2 separate regions of the Zea mays genome follow, and region 2 is linked to region 1. Evidence: chromatin contacts called from public Hi-C data. All regions are on one chromosome and are shown on one strand. Each heading gives the region's core, a stretch centred on a gene start, on an enhancer-like site or on the middle of the called end of the contact. The rest is flanking DNA. Distances are from core to core; before and after follow the strand shown. Region 1 holds the start of LOC100279719. Region 2 holds the start of LOC103635470.

Evidence for each region. Hi-C and Micro-C count contacts between places; a contact is called where the count stands out from the background.
Region 2: a contact with region 1 is called in a Hi-C map of ear, with 2.0 times the contacts expected there. The contact joins the promoter of LOC103635470 here to the promoter of LOC100279719 in region 1. A contact is called at or near these places in 2 of 25 Hi-C or Micro-C datasets (ear and tassel).

What each region holds. Positions count from the first base shown.
Region 1 is chr8:82,820,422-82,824,298 of Zm-B73-REFERENCE-NAM-5.0, forward strand. LOC100279719 reads right to left here and starts at 1,459. Exons shown (of 2, transcript NM_001360991.1): 1 at 1-1,459. The coding sequence starts at 1,437.
Region 2 is chr8:83,507,520-83,511,770 of Zm-B73-REFERENCE-NAM-5.0, forward strand. LOC103635470 reads left to right here and starts at 2,571. Exons shown (of 1, transcript XM_008657914.4): 1 at 2,571-3,967. The coding sequence starts at 3,142. The coding sequence ends at 3,828.

The DNA.
Region 1 (3,877 bases), core at 209-2,708:
TCCACTGGGCAGGTCCCCTATGGATTTCGGCAAGACTCCTCCGAGAGTGTTTCTGTCCAGGTACAGAGTCACCAGCTGCGTGCAATTTGTCAAGGATGTCAAGAACGACCAGTCCCGGCCAGCTTCGAGCTGGTTCTTCGTTAGATCCAGCTCGACTAAGTTGGGCAAGGCTCCGAACAAAGGGACAGTACCAGTAAGTGCGTTGTCCCAGAGATTAATGATCTGGAGATTGGTGGCCTTGGTCAGCGAAACAGGGATTTGGCCAGTGAACTTGTTTCGAGCCATGATCAGGTTCACGATTCTCGGAAGGCTATACCCAACGTTAGCTGGGATTTCCCCGGTGAGATTGTTCATGCCCATGCCGAGGTGTGTGAGCGCTGACATGTTGTAGATGGAGGCCGGAACAGTCCCCGACAAAGCATTGTTAGTCATGTCCAGCACTTGCAGGTTCACGAGTGCACCCAGGCTCGTCGGGATGCTACCATGAAAACCGTTACCCCCAAGCGTGAGCCAGAGGAGAGAAGTGAGGTTCCCTAGAGTGGAAGGCAAGGGCCCTGTTAGATCGTTCGAGTCCAGTATCAGATACTGCAAGGGCGGCGGCGGCGAGTCAACGACGGTGTTTGAGACAGCAGGTATGGGCCCAGCAAAGCTGTTCCCTGCAAGCACTAGCATCTCAAGCGACGTGCTGTTAAACAGCGACTGGGGAATGAGTCCGCTGAGACGGTTGTTTCTTAGCCCCAGTCGTTGGAGCGACGAACTGTTAGCTAGTAGCGACGGGATGGGTCCAGTGAGGCTGTTGTTGTTGAGAACAACGGAGACAAGGGAGGAGCTGCTTCCAAGTGAAGCTGGAATGCTGCCCGTCAGATGGTTACCTGAAAGGCGTAAATCCGAGAGGTTGCCGAGGAGGCTCCCCAGACCTTCGGGGATGCTTCCGCTGAGGGAATTCCTCGAAAGATCGATGGCCTGCAAGGCAAGGCACGATGAGACAGTCTCCGGGATCTCGCCGCTGATAAAATTGTTGGAGCTGAGGTTAATGTACCGCAGCCGGTTTAACTGGCCAAGCTCAGCCGGGATCTGACCCTGCAGCTGGTTGTTTGGCATGTGGATCCTTGTGAGGAACGTGAGGTTGCCGATGCAAGGAGGTATTTGGCCATGGAGGTCGAGTGACTCAAGGTCCAGTGCAACAACACGGGACGAGTGTCTCTTGCTGCATGTCACGCCGGACCAACTGCAGAACTGCGTGGAATCATTCTTCCATGAAGGTAGTGTCCCCGTAGGGTCTGATGAGGCTGAGAGGTGGTGCTTGAGGCAGAGCAGCGCTTCCATGTCGTCGTTAGGTGTAGTAGCTAGTAGCGCCGAAAGAGAAGCCAAGAGGATGATCAACGGCAGCGAGAAGCCGAGAGTGCCTACAGGGGCCATATATGTTGTCTGAGACATTGTTACTAGTATTTTGCAGTGGTCGTGTGTGTGTGTGTGTTTCTTTGGTGGTGGATATGCTCCATTTATAGAAGGCAGCCAGATTGCTGTAAACAACTGTGTGGCCAGCTTGCTGTAAACAATTGTGTGGAACGGGTCAGCCCTTTAGACTATAGATGTCCAAACAGTGCGGGCCGCCCGTTTGACCCGTGGCACGGCACGAATTTAGCCTGGTCCAAACACGGCCTGACACGGTCGGTTACGGGCCCGGGCCGGCACGGCCCGTTTAGCGGGCCGGGTATGGGCACATACGGCGGCCCGCGTGCTTTGGCCCGGCCCGGCCCGATAAATGAGTCGGCACGACGGCGGCCCGCATATTTATGTAAATACTAAATATGTAAATACATTTAATTCTCTCATAGTATGTAAATACTAAATACGCGGCCAAACATATATAAAATGCATACATAAATATAAAATGCATACATAAATATTTTGTTGTCTTAATATATATAAATAATATGTTATTATATATGATTAATTCCGTGAAATATATGTATTTATATACCGTTCTACTGTTGGTTCGGGCCAGTGCCCGGCCCGGTCCGTTGAGGCCCACCGGGCCAACGAGCCGGCCCGGCACGATTTTTCCCTGTGCGTGCCGGGTTTGGGCATGTCCCTAGGCACGTGGGCCAGCCCGAGCCGGCCCGAAGCATCAACGGGCCGTGCCTGGCCCGGCCCTATTCGTACCGGGCCGAAACGGGTTCGGGCCGGGTCCGTACCGGGTGGCCCGTTTGGACATCTATACTTTAGACTGCCAACTTCTAATTTATTGATGGCCGGTACAAGATTAAGACAATTGATGGCCTATACAGACTCCTAACACAAAGAGACAAACCTCATATTGTTCGTAATAATATTCCTTTGTTATCCCCTCAGCCACAACTAACACAAGTTGAATCCTAAGCTTATGAAAACTTACCGTTGACCGTGAGTACAAATAATTTTAATGTCCAAAAGTCCGTTAGCATAAAAATGATTATCTAACACTACTCCTAGTTCTAAAAGAGGCATACGCGGATGGTCACCAAAAACACTGTTTTGCACTATATACAACACTCTTTGTATATTAGAGTTTGAATATGAGGATGAGATGGCTAAGTTGGTGACAAGCCAATTGGAGGAGATCCATGAGGGAGAAAATATCTTGTTTTATAAATTGAATAGTAAGTGATTTCCTCCCACGTGGATTTCCTCCAACTTCCTTGTCACCAAACGAGTGGAAGAAAATCCCTTGCTATTTAGGGTTTGTTTGGGAGGCAGGAGAATGGAGCGACTAAAATTTCCTTGCTATTTAATTTTAAACATGAGAGGATTTTAGCCTTCTAATTCCCTACGGTTCGTCCAAATATGTCTTTAAGAATTTCCTCCCCTGAATCCTCTCTAATTCCTTTATCATCAAACTAGCATAATTGTAGCAACAAGCACGGTGGCTTATAAATTGCTCGTAGAAATACATTTTCGGAGGCATTTTTTTTAAAAAATAAACCATCATTGAAAATATACATATTTTTAGAGACCATCATCTTAAAAAATTAATATCCGAAAATACTTATTGTGGCATAACCTCCCAAGTTATTGGGACCACATGCATCTGCCCTTGTCTCAAAGACCTTAGGCGGCTATGCATGTGCACCAAATAACTTAACAGGATCCGTCCGAGTGTCCCAAGGACCCCTGATAAACCACTTACAACCAGGACCGCAGGATTAAGTAAACACAAATCACACACCAAAAATTTGCAACGGAAATCTTATTACCCAATTTTACAAGTTACATCAAATTTTACAATGTACATGATCGGAGTGATTACAAAAGTGATTCAAAGGAATAACTTTGAACTGTTATAAATTATTTGTAGTTTTGAAATATATGCTAGCTCAAGTGACCACCCTCAATAAGAAGTATAGAAGAGTTACTTAGATTTATAAGAAGACCGTGCCCACCGGCGCTTAACACCAATCACAATCAAGTGACTCGTAACCTGCAGCAACAATGGGAATAAAACCCTAAGTATGCAAGTACTCAGCAAGATTTACCCGACTAAAGAAAAGACTCTCAAGGGTATGCTGGTTTGAGGGAGTCAAGGTATGACTTATCAAGAAACAAAGACTCTGTTGCAGAAAAGCTTACTATGAGTGGATCCTTAAAAATCCATTTTTACTTGTCAGGTTAAGTAAAGTTACCTGCATCTAGAGTTCTTTCTACCCTAGTTCAAACACTTGGCCTATATTAGCCATCTTTTTATCATCCCTTCAGTTCACTGGATTGCTACGTGTAGGGCAGTGACCAAGTCTTCATGTCCGAGAAGTAACGGCGATCTGAATCGATTAATACCCAGCTGGGGATCTCCAATCACACGACATATGTAGCACTTAACCCTTGCATATGTCAACTCACC
Region 2 (4,251 bases), core at 1,321-3,820, 690 kb after region 1:
CATCAAGATTTTGCATACATTATTTACAAATGACATTAGGGCAACATTGTATTTTCTCCTTTCTTTGCTATGCAAGTCTTGGCCTTCGCCGTGTGAAAGCCTCTCCGTGCCGAAGCTTGTAGCTTCGAGTTTTATCCTTTCTAACCGTGTGTGTTGAGGGAAGCTTTTCCCCTTATGCTGCCTCGGCTTTTATTGATAGCTCTTCGGACGAGGCTTAGTTTCATCTGATGTTAATTATGTACCTTAAACACATTTGTTCACTCCAAAACAAAGGTTATTTGAGGACCTTTGGTAAAGGTAGGCACCCAATAGCAGTATTGAAATGACCTATACCACAACAAACCATGCCAGTCTTTTAGCCAGTTGTCCACTCCAGGTATTGCTACAACATTGAAGTAGTGGTGCTCAAAGACTTTGGTCCTGTATGCTCTTATTGCGGGGTATAGGAGCTTGGACCCACCAAAATGCTTAACATAGTTTTGCATGAGATACCTGAAACATTCTCTCTTCTCAACATTAGGGAACACCGCTTGCACAACTGCGGTCAATCCTTTGCAAGCATTAGAGCACACAACTAGAGGATCAGACTCTCCAACAGCTTTACATAGTTGTTCCGTAAACCAAATCCATCTTTCTTTGGTTTTAGCCTCAAAAAACCTGAATGACACCGGATACATCCAATTGTGACCATCCACACTAGTTGCCGAAGGCAAGTGACCATTCTACCTGCCATTCAAAGTTGTTGAGTCTATGCTAATGTATGGTCTTCATCCCTCACGGAATCCTTGAAGGCAAGGTCCAAAATCACAAAAGAACCAACTAAAATAAACCTTGCCATCCTCGACACGTACATCTATCTCAACAATAGAATCTGACATTTTCGCCAAGATAGCTTCCCTCCATCTGAATAAAAGCTGGAAGTTATCCTCCTAGAAACCATATAACTTAGATAAAAGCTTTCTCCTTTCCATTCCATACATTATCATAAGAAATTGTACAATTGTGCTTGTCTTGTAAGATTGTTTGTAATTCTTTAGCACCCATATGTGGTTTGTTCGAAAGCATATAGGAAGTGCTAAGGATGCAACCCAATTACTTGTTGGTGTCATGGTATTTCTTTGACCGCTTGAGGTACAGCTATGGTGATAAACCATAGGTGTAACTTGCATCAAAATGTACTTATTAAAGTCGCACTTGAATTAACATTTACAACTCAACGGATAATGGTCATAAGCTTACAATGATAGTAGTTGATTCATGTGTTTCTATTCTAGCATGAATTCTCTGTGGATAGTCACCACCTTTTACAGTATCCTCTATACCAAAGGGGCGCACTTGATTCAATGCCTAACTCGAATTCATTGTTTATTGCATATAGCCTCATAACAAGTCTAAATTTCTTCATATCCTTATACAAGCTTCCCATCTTCATTATAGGATTTGTTCTGTCACATAGTAAAACCCTCTCATCTGGTAGGCGGTCTTCATAGGGCAATGCAGCTACACCATCAACACATGCATTACCATAAACACTAGAGGACCTTCCCATACTTGCTTCTTGCCCTTCTCTAGCTTCCCTTTCATCCTCCTCCCTAAATTTTAATCTAGCATACATCCCTTCTTCTAAAGGAACTTCTTGTCGACCTTTTTCATCCCATCTAGGCTCAATTTTATCGTATCCCAATCTATTTGAAACTCCTAAAAAACAAAAAAAAAATTGCCATTACATAAAAACAGAAGGATTTACACTACCATTACACTAAGACAACACTTTATTACCTCGATGGAGATGACTAGATTTGAATCTGGGGACGATGTCGGACACACGGACAAAGGATCGTTCAAGGTATCATGGAGCACCTTCGCTAGAGCCGAACCCTCGAGCAGAAGAGGGGGTGTCGCCCTTAGAGGTGAGTCGGACATGGAGGTCCGGTACAGGTGGGACAACGACGATGACGCTACCGAGGAGGTCTGTCAATAGACTGGGGACGACGACGCTGTCGAGAACGATGGCAGTCGCTGGGGAGTAGAAGTTGAAGACAAGGGGTTAGCTAGGAAAAGGGTCTCGTCGCCGGTGAACTGGTGGTGGCGGCGCTTGGGATCTAGTGGGGGAAGAGGCCCGGTCGGGTACCGAAGTGGGAGCAAACGAACACAGATCAACAACAGGGGCTAATGGAAAAGCGAATACCTTAATCATATCAAACACCGTCCGACTGAGAGCAACACCATCGTTATGCCAAAGCGAAGGGAAACACGACTTCGTAGTCCTATTTTGCCGGGATGGCGTTCAGAGTATCAGACTAGCGAACGACGATGTTGGTGTTATTATAATGCCAAAGAACCCTGTTGAAGTTGTATTGCTAGCTTTGCTAGCTTTACTTTACGTCTGTTGTTTTACTTGATTTAGATTTATTTTTAAAATATAATTGGTAGCGCTCTTGTCTGATTTATTGCGGGGAAATAGAATATGAACTATCGATTTCCAAAGCCGTGGTTGTATTGCACTCGTCAACTGCGTGAACGAACCATTACATACAAAGTACGACAGGGAACACATTCAATGTTCTGTTTACTTTGGGTGATCAAGTTGACAAAACAGAGAGACAATATCTCAGTTGCATTTGTTCTATATGCTGACACCAGCAAGGCGCGGTTTGTGTCTCTCGCTCTCGTCACCCACAAGACAACCTCTTTTGATTATGTCCACTAATGCTACCGTGTCACATGCTCGTTGGTCTACGCCAAAAGTCAGCTATGGAGAGGGAGGAGAGAGAGAGCAGATAAAGGCCGGCGGTGGAGGTGACAGAGATCATTCAGAGACGAGCAGCAAGTGGACAGCCACTGCTGGTGCTACATACGGCTTCTTCTCCCTGTCTCTGCACTCACTGCAAACCGCTGATCCTGGGTATATAAAATTCACCTTCTCAGCCTTTTGTACAGATCAACTGATCAACAGAATCATCCGGCTCCGAGTGGCGAGCTCCACCAAACGGCCTCCTCATTCTCAACTCTGAAGCGGCACCTACCTCTTCACTGCAGTGCTTCCCTCCTTTTCTTGCAGTCCCTCCTCTCCTCTCCTCCTCCCTCCCTCTCCCTCTGTCTCTGGGCTAGCAGAGCAGAGTGCCAGTGAGTGCGCAGTGCATGTTCGCCATGTCAAGCGCCGGCTGCAAGGCGGAGCCTGGATTGTTGGCGAAGCAGGGGAGCAAGCTCCACGCCAAGATGCTCTCCAAGGAGGCGGCGGCGCAGCTCGCCGTGCCGTCGTTCCGGGTGTACTACTCCATGGCGTCGGCCGGCGCGGTGCCGTTCCTGTGGGAGTCGCAGCCGGGCACGCCCAAGAACGACTCGCCCTCCGCGGCCGTGCTTCCGCCGCTCACCCCGCCGCCGTCCTACTATGCCGCAGGCAGGGGAAGCGCCGGCGGCCGCTCCAGGAACCGTCGGCATGGCGGCCTCCTTGGCGTCGTGCTCCCCCGCATCACCCTCCTCCGGAGGCCCGGCGGCAGCCAGGCGACGCCGCCGTGCTCCTCCTCCTCCTCCTCCTGGTCTTCCTCGAGTTCCAACACGTCGTCCACCATGTCGCCCGTGTTCACCGTACAGTCGTCGCCCGCCGTGCACGTGGGGGCTTCCTGCCGCCACCACAGGCCTGCGTTCTCGGCCGGCGGCGCCGACGACGTCGCGGAGGCCACGCCGCGGTGCTTCTGGACCGAGCGTGAGTGCTGCGAGAGGCGGGTGGTCAGGGGGTGTGGCGTCGCGGTGGCCGTCAGGAACGCGCTTGCCACGGTCGTCGGCGGCAAGACCAGCAGGCGAGCTGCCACCAGCGCCGCAGTATAGAATAGAGAGGCTTTGTTTCATATTAATATGGCTAAAGCCCAGGGTGTGGTTTGCATATTGCGGCATCATGTGTACTGTAATCTATGTGCTTTGTGCTAAATCTTGACGTGCAATGCCAAAAAATTAATCGTGCATGATATATGAAACATATATATATATATATATATATATATATATATATATATATATATATATATATATATATATATATATATATATATATATATATATATATATATCAGTATATTGGGGGTCACAACAAGAAAAAGAAAGGTGAAATTCTGAAGAAATTAGATGCCTTGGATAAACAAGCAGAACACACGCCTTTATTACCACATGAAATCGACTTAAAAACAAGTCTCACCATGTCTTTGGCAAATTGGCTCATAGAAGAAGAGATTAAGTGGTACCAAAGGTCTAAGG